2 separate regions of the Rattus norvegicus genome follow, and region 1 is linked to region 2. A link is a contact called in public Hi-C data. All regions are on one chromosome and are shown on one strand. Each heading gives the region's core, a stretch centred on a gene start, on an enhancer-like site or on the middle of the called end of the contact. The rest is flanking DNA. Distances are from core to core; before and after follow the strand shown. Region 1 has its middle 240 kb from the start of Fn1. Region 2 overlaps LOC134480293 (a long non-coding RNA gene).

The links. A called contact is a pair of places that touch in the nucleus more often than the background predicts.
Region 1: a Hi-C map of liver shows a contact between it and region 2, with 7 times the contacts expected there. The contact joins two enhancer-like sites. A contact is called at or near these places in 3 of 12 Hi-C or Micro-C datasets (hepatocytes, kidney and liver).

The regions. Positions count from the first base shown.
Region 1 is chr9:80,953,082-80,957,248 of GRCr8, forward strand. No RefSeq gene overlaps it. Among named protein-coding and RNA genes, the nearest start is that of Fn1, 240 kb to the left of the region's middle. Within about 2 kb of position 1,725, at least 9 of the 93 cell types and tissues checked have an H3K27ac peak or open chromatin away from gene starts, as enhancers often do. A contact at or near this core is called in hepatocytes and liver, where this site is marked.
Region 2 is chr9:80,781,070-80,785,362 of GRCr8, forward strand. LOC134480293 (a long non-coding RNA gene) reads right to left here. Exons shown (of 3, transcript XR_010054664.1): 3 at 2,186-3,304. Among named protein-coding and RNA genes, the nearest start is that of Fn1, 69 kb to the left of the region's middle. Within about 2 kb of position 1,407, at least 7 of the 93 cell types and tissues checked have an H3K27ac peak or open chromatin away from gene starts, as enhancers often do. A contact at or near this core is called in hepatocytes and liver, where this site is marked.

The sequences.
Region 1 (4,167 bases), core at 475-2,974, 170 kb after region 2:
TCCATAACGCATATCATTTGTTCTGTCAAAATAACACTGGTTATTATCCAGATGGGGGCTTTTACCTTCTTTGTTGAAGAGACCTCAGTTAGGTCTCTATACCTTCTCTAATCTCTATTCTTACTGGGTCTCATTTCACCCAATGGTACATGACTGTCTTTTCGATTTCAACCCCCTAAAAGAATTCTCCTAAGCAGGGTGTGTTCTGGGAACATGTCCACTCAGTACTTAGAGCTGCAGGGAAGAAATGTACACAATATGTTCAGGGGGAATAGCTACCTCGTCCTCAGGCACGCTTAATCTTGTCATCAACAGAGTTCTAGCTGCATATTGGTCAGTCACTGCCCACTGGTCCTGGGACTCTCTGGGTACTGCCATAAATTAAGATATACTCAACTCCAGCGTCCATCAAAGCCCAAGTCTTCCACACACCAGCCAGGGACCAACAGCTCTACAGATCAACCAGTTGTGATCTCTGGTTGTTTTGCCTAGGCTGCCTCTGCAGGCCGTCTCCTCAGGGAAGCAGCTGAGGTAATCCCCAGCACACAAGACTCCCCTCTTCACAGAAGCAGGAACAACGTGTAGAAGGAAAGGTTCTTTCTGTCATTCCTACTTTTGGTGAATGTTGCTTGAGTTTGAACAACTTCCAGGGTCTCACAAGCACAGCCTTTGTGTTTTTGTTCATTTATCCCCTGTGGGAAACACAGTTCACCACAAATTCTGCTCTATTTGTTCTAAGGTGACTCAGATCAGCCCCTTGTGTCTGTTTTTGTTTGGTCCCAGACCTTCTTGATTACTTTAGAACTTATAAGCCCAATTTATAAGCTACTCTACGTCTCCAAATCAGGCAGAGAGATCGTGCCCCACCAGGAAAGCCACTAGCAAGCTCGAAAGAGTCCCGGGGTCCTCCTAAGTTATCTTTACTCTCCAGCCAAGGCCATCTATCTTGTCTAGTGAAGTAGGCATCAAAGGCCTCTTTAGTCACACCACAGTTGCACGTCTTATCACCCATAGCAAGAGCCATACAACTGCCACCACAGCGTGAAGCCATGTCAGCCTGTTACCACACAGGGGAAAGTGACCACATCAGCATTTCCCCTGGAAATGCTCTATCCTGCCTTTCCCTGTCTGTGTTATCATCCACAGAAGGAGTCCTGTAACTGCCACCAAAGCAAGGATGCAAGTCACCCCATGTCACACATGAGGAAGCAGCCTATAGCAGCTGTCTGCAGACATTTGACACTGACTTTCCTTCTGGAAAGAAGCATGAAAAAATATCTTTGCATCCCAGATAGTACAAACCAAGAGACCCAACAACAATAACAGCAGCAGCAGCAGCAGCAGCAACAACAACAACAACTAATCCATTCAACTTAGTGAGCCAATGAATTTGTAAATTTATTGATTTATTTCGGGAGTATAGTGACTCAAAGGCTAGTGCATGACTAAAAGTCTCATCCTAGTGTGGATGATGACTCAAAATTGCTGTATTATGAAGGAGTCTCTACCTCCAGGAAACCATCTGTTGTCTATGTATGTTAGGTTTTTGGAGGAGGAGAAAGAGGATCCAACAGAAAGGTCCTGAACAAAATTTCCTTCAGGGGACAGGTGTATTGACACAGCAGTAAATAGTATGACAGGGGTCTGCAGTGAGAGGCATCAGTCCTGGAAGACAAAGTTCACTGTTTACTCTGAAAGGTTTCTGGGGGGCAATGGGGACACTGGACTGTGAGGAAACAGCTTGGTTAATAAGTGACTTATGATACATGACAGGGGTCACAGAGACTCAGGACAGGGGAGTGGGGCTAAGTTAATAGGTGACCGCAGTTAAGCATCCATGGACCCTGAGGTGGGGTGGGGTTGAGATCTGGCTCTTTGGGAGAGTAGTATGTGACCTGTCAGCTTTTATAGTAGCTATGAGGGGAAAGAGACTGCAGTGGGTGAGGCCAGATCTATAGGCTCTTAGCAGCAGATCCCGAAAGGTCTGAGTTCTAACAATATAAATTCTAGAAACCCCAAACTTGACCCCACCCAAGACTATATACAGTTAAAAGACAAGAGATGGGGCTGGAAAAATGGCTCAGAGGTTAAGAGCACCAGCTGTTTTTCCAGAGGTCCTGAGTTCAATTCCCAGCAACCACGTGTTGGCTTATAATCATCTATAATGAGATCTGATGCTCTCTTCTGGCCTGAAGGCACACATGTAGACAGAACAATGTATACTAAATAAATAAACCAAAAAAGAAAGAAAGAAAGACAAGAGACACTTGGCCATATCAGGTAAAGGTCTAATGAGCCTCTCCTTTGCCTGTCATCCTTGCCACAAACCTAGCTTTTGCTATATTGTTTGGCTAATTTTACTGTTACGACTGTGGGCCAGGGTCTTCTGTAAGTCCAGCTTGTGTGGTGGAATGCCTGTTGGAAAGAGCTCTCTACCACAGGTAAACCTCCCTCTGGTTTCTATCTGCATTTCAGTTCATCTGATGAATTTCTTTTTTTTTTTTCCTTTCTCAGAAACCTCTCTGTGTTGATTGAGTCTTTTAAATAGTAACTCATCCTTCCTCTTGCCACACACTACCACTCCCCATCCCTCTGGAGGACCACTTGTCCCGCCACATTGGACTCAGCTGTCAGCTGCAGAAGCCCACGAACACTGGGCAAGTTACCTAAGCAGAACCCAGGCTGAAGCCAGCCGCATGACTCAGGGGGGAAGCAGCCTTTCTCCCTGAATCAGCCCCAGCCAGGCCACATCTGAAGCTTAACCCAGCCAAGAGTCCAACCGCTGCCCAGCTGCCTATGGACACACGGGCCCTGTGCTGTCTCAGCTGAGAGGACCCCGTCTGCTGATTCACTTGCACCTGGGCTTCCTGGCTGGTCATCTGGAAAGGTACAAGCTCGGGCCTTATTTATCCAAGGCAATCTTTTAGAAGTCACCCTACATTTCTTCTAAGTGTCTGGGCGCAGTGTGGAGTGCGGTTTATTTCAACCATGTTGTAGTAGCCTGTGTTGGAACTTGCTGAGGTCTGAAGCCTGTCGTCAACATACAACTGACATAAACTTTTACTGGTGGGGGAGACATCAGAGGGCTGTACAGACAAACAGCTGAAGTGGCAGGGTACCAAAGACTGCAGCTAAAGGTCACTCTCGGCCACCCTGGATGTGCTTCTCTGAGCCCTCACCCTCGTGTAACATGTGAAGGGTGGACAAGTGATCCAAGCATGTATTGAAACCAGACTTGGCCGAGGTGCCATAAACAAAATTTTGCCCACTGTGTTTGGCAGTTACAAAATATTTCGTAGGTGGTGGGGCCATGCATCTTCCTGACATACCATGAGGAAAGTTGGAAGAGTAGCTCTGTGTCACATGTGAGGAGCAGGAAGCACCAACGTGGTAAGGAAGAAGAAGAAGACAAGATCTGGATGTTGGCTCTGCCACGTGCTGGGAAGATTATGACCTTTCTGTGGATTTGTGTGAGAATTGCAGCTAATAATTCCTTCCCTACAAAGTTTACCACTAGGATAAGATCTAACACATGAAGCACCTCCGACTCTATACACCGATCATTCTATTTTCTTTTTCTGTTTTTGTTTGTTTTTTGTTTTGTTGCTGTTTTGTTTTGTTTCCAGATAGGGTTTTTCTGTGTAGTCCTGGTTGTTCTGGAACGCACTTTGTAGACCAGGCTGGCCTGGAACTCAGAGATCCACCTGCCTCTGCCTCCAGAGTGCTAGGATTACAGGTGTGCACCACCATGCCCAGCTCACTCAACTTTCTTGAGTCAAAGACATTCAGAAGTATGTTCAGAGGCGCTCAGCTTGTAGAAGAAACCGGGGCCTGAATGAGGACCTAGGTTCAAGATACATTTATTGACCTTTGGAATTCGATCTTTTGACCATAAAAAGAATGACGTCTATGCCCCTTTCCCCACATTCATATTCCTATCTGACTGAGAACACCAGAAGAGATCTTTGGTTCTCTGTATCTTAGCTTCCAGTTTCCTTATTTCTATTTATTTTTCTCTGTTTCAGATGATTTTAAACCCTCTTTCCCCAGAAATCTCCATTTGGATATATTTTCAAATTAAAATTTATAAAGCAGACTCAAACAGCACATTGAATAGGAATGATGCCTTATTACAGAAAATTGGTCAATTATACAGGAGAAAAGATG
Region 2 (4,293 bases), core at 157-2,656:
ACAATAGAACATGAAAAATATTAGATTTGATTTTTTGAGGATGAAAGGGAGGAGGGAAAAGTGTCTTGTTAGATTCCAATTAGGATCTTAAACTCCTGGTTGAATGCTGAAGTCAATCTTGCTTAATTGAATAGAGTTTGCCATCTGCCCACCCATAGCCAGCCTTTCCTGTTTCTCATTTACATTCAAATCTTTACGCCATCAGTTTTATCTCTAGAGCCAGACAAATTGGGACTGAGGAGTTTATTATATGTGTTGCAAATTATTGCATAACGTCATCTTATATTAAGGCTGAGAACATTGGGTTTTCTAAATTGTCAAGCAAAGCAGATAACATTTTCCTAGTATTTTGATCATCCTTTCCTTTTTCTAGTCATCTCTGGGATTAGGTCATCATGTAGCTATGTAAATGTCTTTCTTGTATTCACACAGCTATGTGCTTTATTTAAAAGTCACTTTCAATTCAGTCTCTGGCCAGCAGGCTCATAGCCTTTATTCAGCAGTGACACTTAAAAACAAACAGAAATAATTGCATTTTTGGTAAGATACAATTACTATTGTGCGTTAGGAAGATAAGATATTTTCCTTTGCAGTCAGCATTTCTGGTGGGCATAATTTTGGCCACATAGTAAGAGAAATTAAGGGTTCCTATTTTACAAAAGTATCCCTCTTACACACATAAGTTCATTTTAAATGTGGAAGCGTACAGGGTACTAGAAGGAAGCACATAATATTTGAGGCAAATATGAGCGCCTGCTATCTGCATAGTCTTTCTTGGCGAGGTTCATGCTAGTAGGGAGACCAACCCCTGTCAATCACTTACCTCTCATTGTTTTAACAATGGAAGAATTGTGTATATAGACTGCTCAGGAAATGAGCACCAATTCCTGGTAGAGCTTAGAGACTATACTATGCATAACTAATATCTAATGCATGTGCACACAGAGACTAGCAGACAATCTCACATAGTGTTCCTCACATTCTGTCACTCTGTTGGCCTGGAGCTCCATGGTCAGGCTAGGCTGGCCGACCAGTGAGCTCCATTCTGAGGATTACAGCTGTGCATGCCCCATCCAGCTTTTTCATGTGAATTCTAGGTATTGAACTCTGGGCATCTTCATGCTTGCACGGCAAGCACTTACGTGAGTCACGTCCCACGCCCCATGACTAGCATTTTCTGAAAATAGTTTGGATTAAAAGGAAATTTTACTTATCTTTTAGAATACTATATATTTTCTTGGTATCTTTTTATCCCCTTGAGATGAGATGAAAGGTCATTGGAAGGTATAGAGTCCATTTTTTCCACCTTTGGTTTAAAAAGAAGCGCTCCCAGTTCTCAGAACAGGCAGGCTTACTTTGGCTTGTGTTTTTGTTTGCGCTTGTCTCCACGGCCTTCTTTGTGCCTGTTTTTCCCTTTCCGGCCCTTTTGAGTCATATGTTGACATAACTCAGTGCGAAGCCTTGGGTTTGAAGAGAAGTGTACACCGAGTCCAGGTACACAGAGATTCTTGTCTGATAACACCGCAAACACTCCGCCTGCAGACTTCCTACGCTTGAGACATAATATTTTCGAACATTAATTTGCCAAGCAGGTTGGCCGTGACTCTGCCTGCCTGCTGCTGCTTGTCTGAGTCAGGAAGGCTCTGTCTACCCTCTTTGACTGGGGTTTATTTCTCACGTAGACGCGCGAATAAAGAGCGCCTTTGGAAGTTGTGAGTCTGGGCTTTTCCCCTTCCCTACGCTGTGGGGACAGTTTTCAAAAGTGACTTCTTTACTTTTGATGAAACACAACTTATGGCTCATCTCCAAAAGAGAAACACCTCAAATTTTGCACTGTTGAAAATTTTAGTCCAGGTTCTGTGCCATTTTTTTTAAAATCATTTGATAACTTTTTTTCCTTTTCTTCTCTATGGCTTCACAGTTTGGAGGTCACATGCACCTAAAGTCATTGTTCCTGTTTGATATTCTCAACTGTGCTCTGGTTGTTACGTTTACTACCTGAGAAGGAAGGAACAAAGTAACCAGGCAGAGCTGAGAACCTAAGAGTGGATTAGAGGATCCCGAGACTCTTTAAACAGTAAGTTTCTTACTTTAATATGTGGAGAACTTCATGAGTCTGATGCTTTTGTGGAACAAAATAAAACGTAAGATTTAATGAAGAAGTTATGCATATTTAAAACTGGGAAAAGAGGGGCAGAGAAGGCAGCTCAGTGAGTAAATGGCTTCCCATCAGATGGGAGGTCCTGATATTGGACTCCCCCAAACCCACTCCGCTCTGTAATCCAGTGCCTCTATAGTGAGTAAAGGGATGGAGAGAAAGAAATCCTTGATCCTGGGCAGCTGGAAGTACATAGCAGAAAACAAGACTCTGTCTCAAGGCAGATGTAAGGACGGACACCCAAGGCTGACTTGATCTTCCTACACACACACACACACACACACACACACACACACACACACACAGAGTTTTTTTGTTTATGATTAACAAAAGATAAGGAAATACCTCAAATGAATACACACATGCATGTACACATGAACACATACATATATGCCCATGCATATGCACAGGCACATAGGGAGGCAGGATTTCTTGATAAGAAGTGCATAAAAAGGCAAAACTAGGTTTCATAGATGATGGTTTAGCTAGCTGACAGCCCATTGCTTATTTCTTGGCCTTCGACCCTCCTCCCATCTGAGAAACTCTTTCACTACTGATGTCATGGTTTTATGACAAACCTTGCCTCATGTTCTCTGAAATCCAACAACTTTATTGGCAAGATGCACCTGACTTCTCTGATGTAGAGGGGTGGGAGAGAGACTCTCCATGATCACTTAGCCGATGAGCAGATAGACAAATAGATGGTATTTTCCATATTTGGTACTAGTTGTGTTATAACAAGAAAATACTTTTCAGTTTGGAGCTCCTCAATTTTGGTAGAGTCAGAGACAGAGAAAACAGCAAACTGAACTACAGTGAAAGGGTTGAAGAGATTGGGAGCACTTGGAAAAGAGAAGAGAGGCAACCTAAGGTCAGTCATCCAGCTTTGAAGCTATGTGACACCGTGACGGTTACCAGCTGCTCTCCTTGTCCATCAAAGAGAAGCAGAGGCTGAGTTCGTACACCGCATCCGCCAAATATGGGGAAATTTTCTTGTTGGAAGGAGTGGCCATGCTAAAATGTAAACCGTCGACTGTGCAAAAACTTTTCAGCTGTTGATTAAATGTTGGATTATTTTGGGGCCTCGAGTTTTCTGCGTGTCTGAACACAATACTGACGCCACAGGTAGCATCGCTCCTTATAAGCCTGTAAGGACAGAGACACACTGTAAGAGAGCAAGCATGAGTGATGGCCCATGGCTCATAGAATCTAAAATCTCTTTTCATAAATAAATGAAATCAAAACCAAAGTTCTTTTCTACAGGGAGTTCCATGTTAACATTAATGTGATGTTCTGCTTTTTAAAAAAATGCTACCTTTGACACAGGGAAGCCCAAAATCAAGTGTGTGTCTGTGTGTGCAAAGTACACAGTTATATAGGCACTAATAATCTCAGAATTATGCTAACAACAGCACACAAACTCAAGCCTTTCCCCCCAATCGCATGATAATAATAATTCACTGAAATATAGTATGGTCAACCAAGCTAGCGGGCCAGAGGACTTGAAAAGGTTAGGAGTTCCATGCCTGTCCATCCCCCCATTTTTCTTTATTTCTTTTCTGTTTCAACTGGCTAAGCTAATTCTCCTAATCGATCACTAAACAGATATGCTTCTGTGTTAAAAAAAAAAAAAAAAGAATCTCAGTGTGGACCAATATGGTTTAAGCGTTCTTTCTTTTCCCAACTCAGAAAGTTAGTTGATCAATTCAATAATAATAAAATTAAAATGTCTACAGTGACTACCTTATTGACCATTTGGTTATCTCAGTAAAGAATTACGACTCAACTAACTCTTTGGAGAATTTCTATTTGTTTGTGTGTTCAAAACACAAAAACAGTACTTCACTCTTTGCTTTAAATTTGTACTTTATTTTTATATGTATGGGTGTTGTGTCTGCTTGAATGCCTATGTACTATGTGTGTGCTTGGTACCCATAGAGGGATCAGATCCCCATCTCCTAACTGGAGTTATAGATGGTTTTTAGCCACTGTGTGGGTGCTGGGACTCAAACCTGACTCCTCTAGAAGAGCTCATTGCCACTGAACCATCTGTTTGGCCCCACTGTCTCTTTCTAAACCCTTCTGGAAGGCATCACGCAGTTTAGATCGATGGTCAGTTTTACTCTAGTACAAGG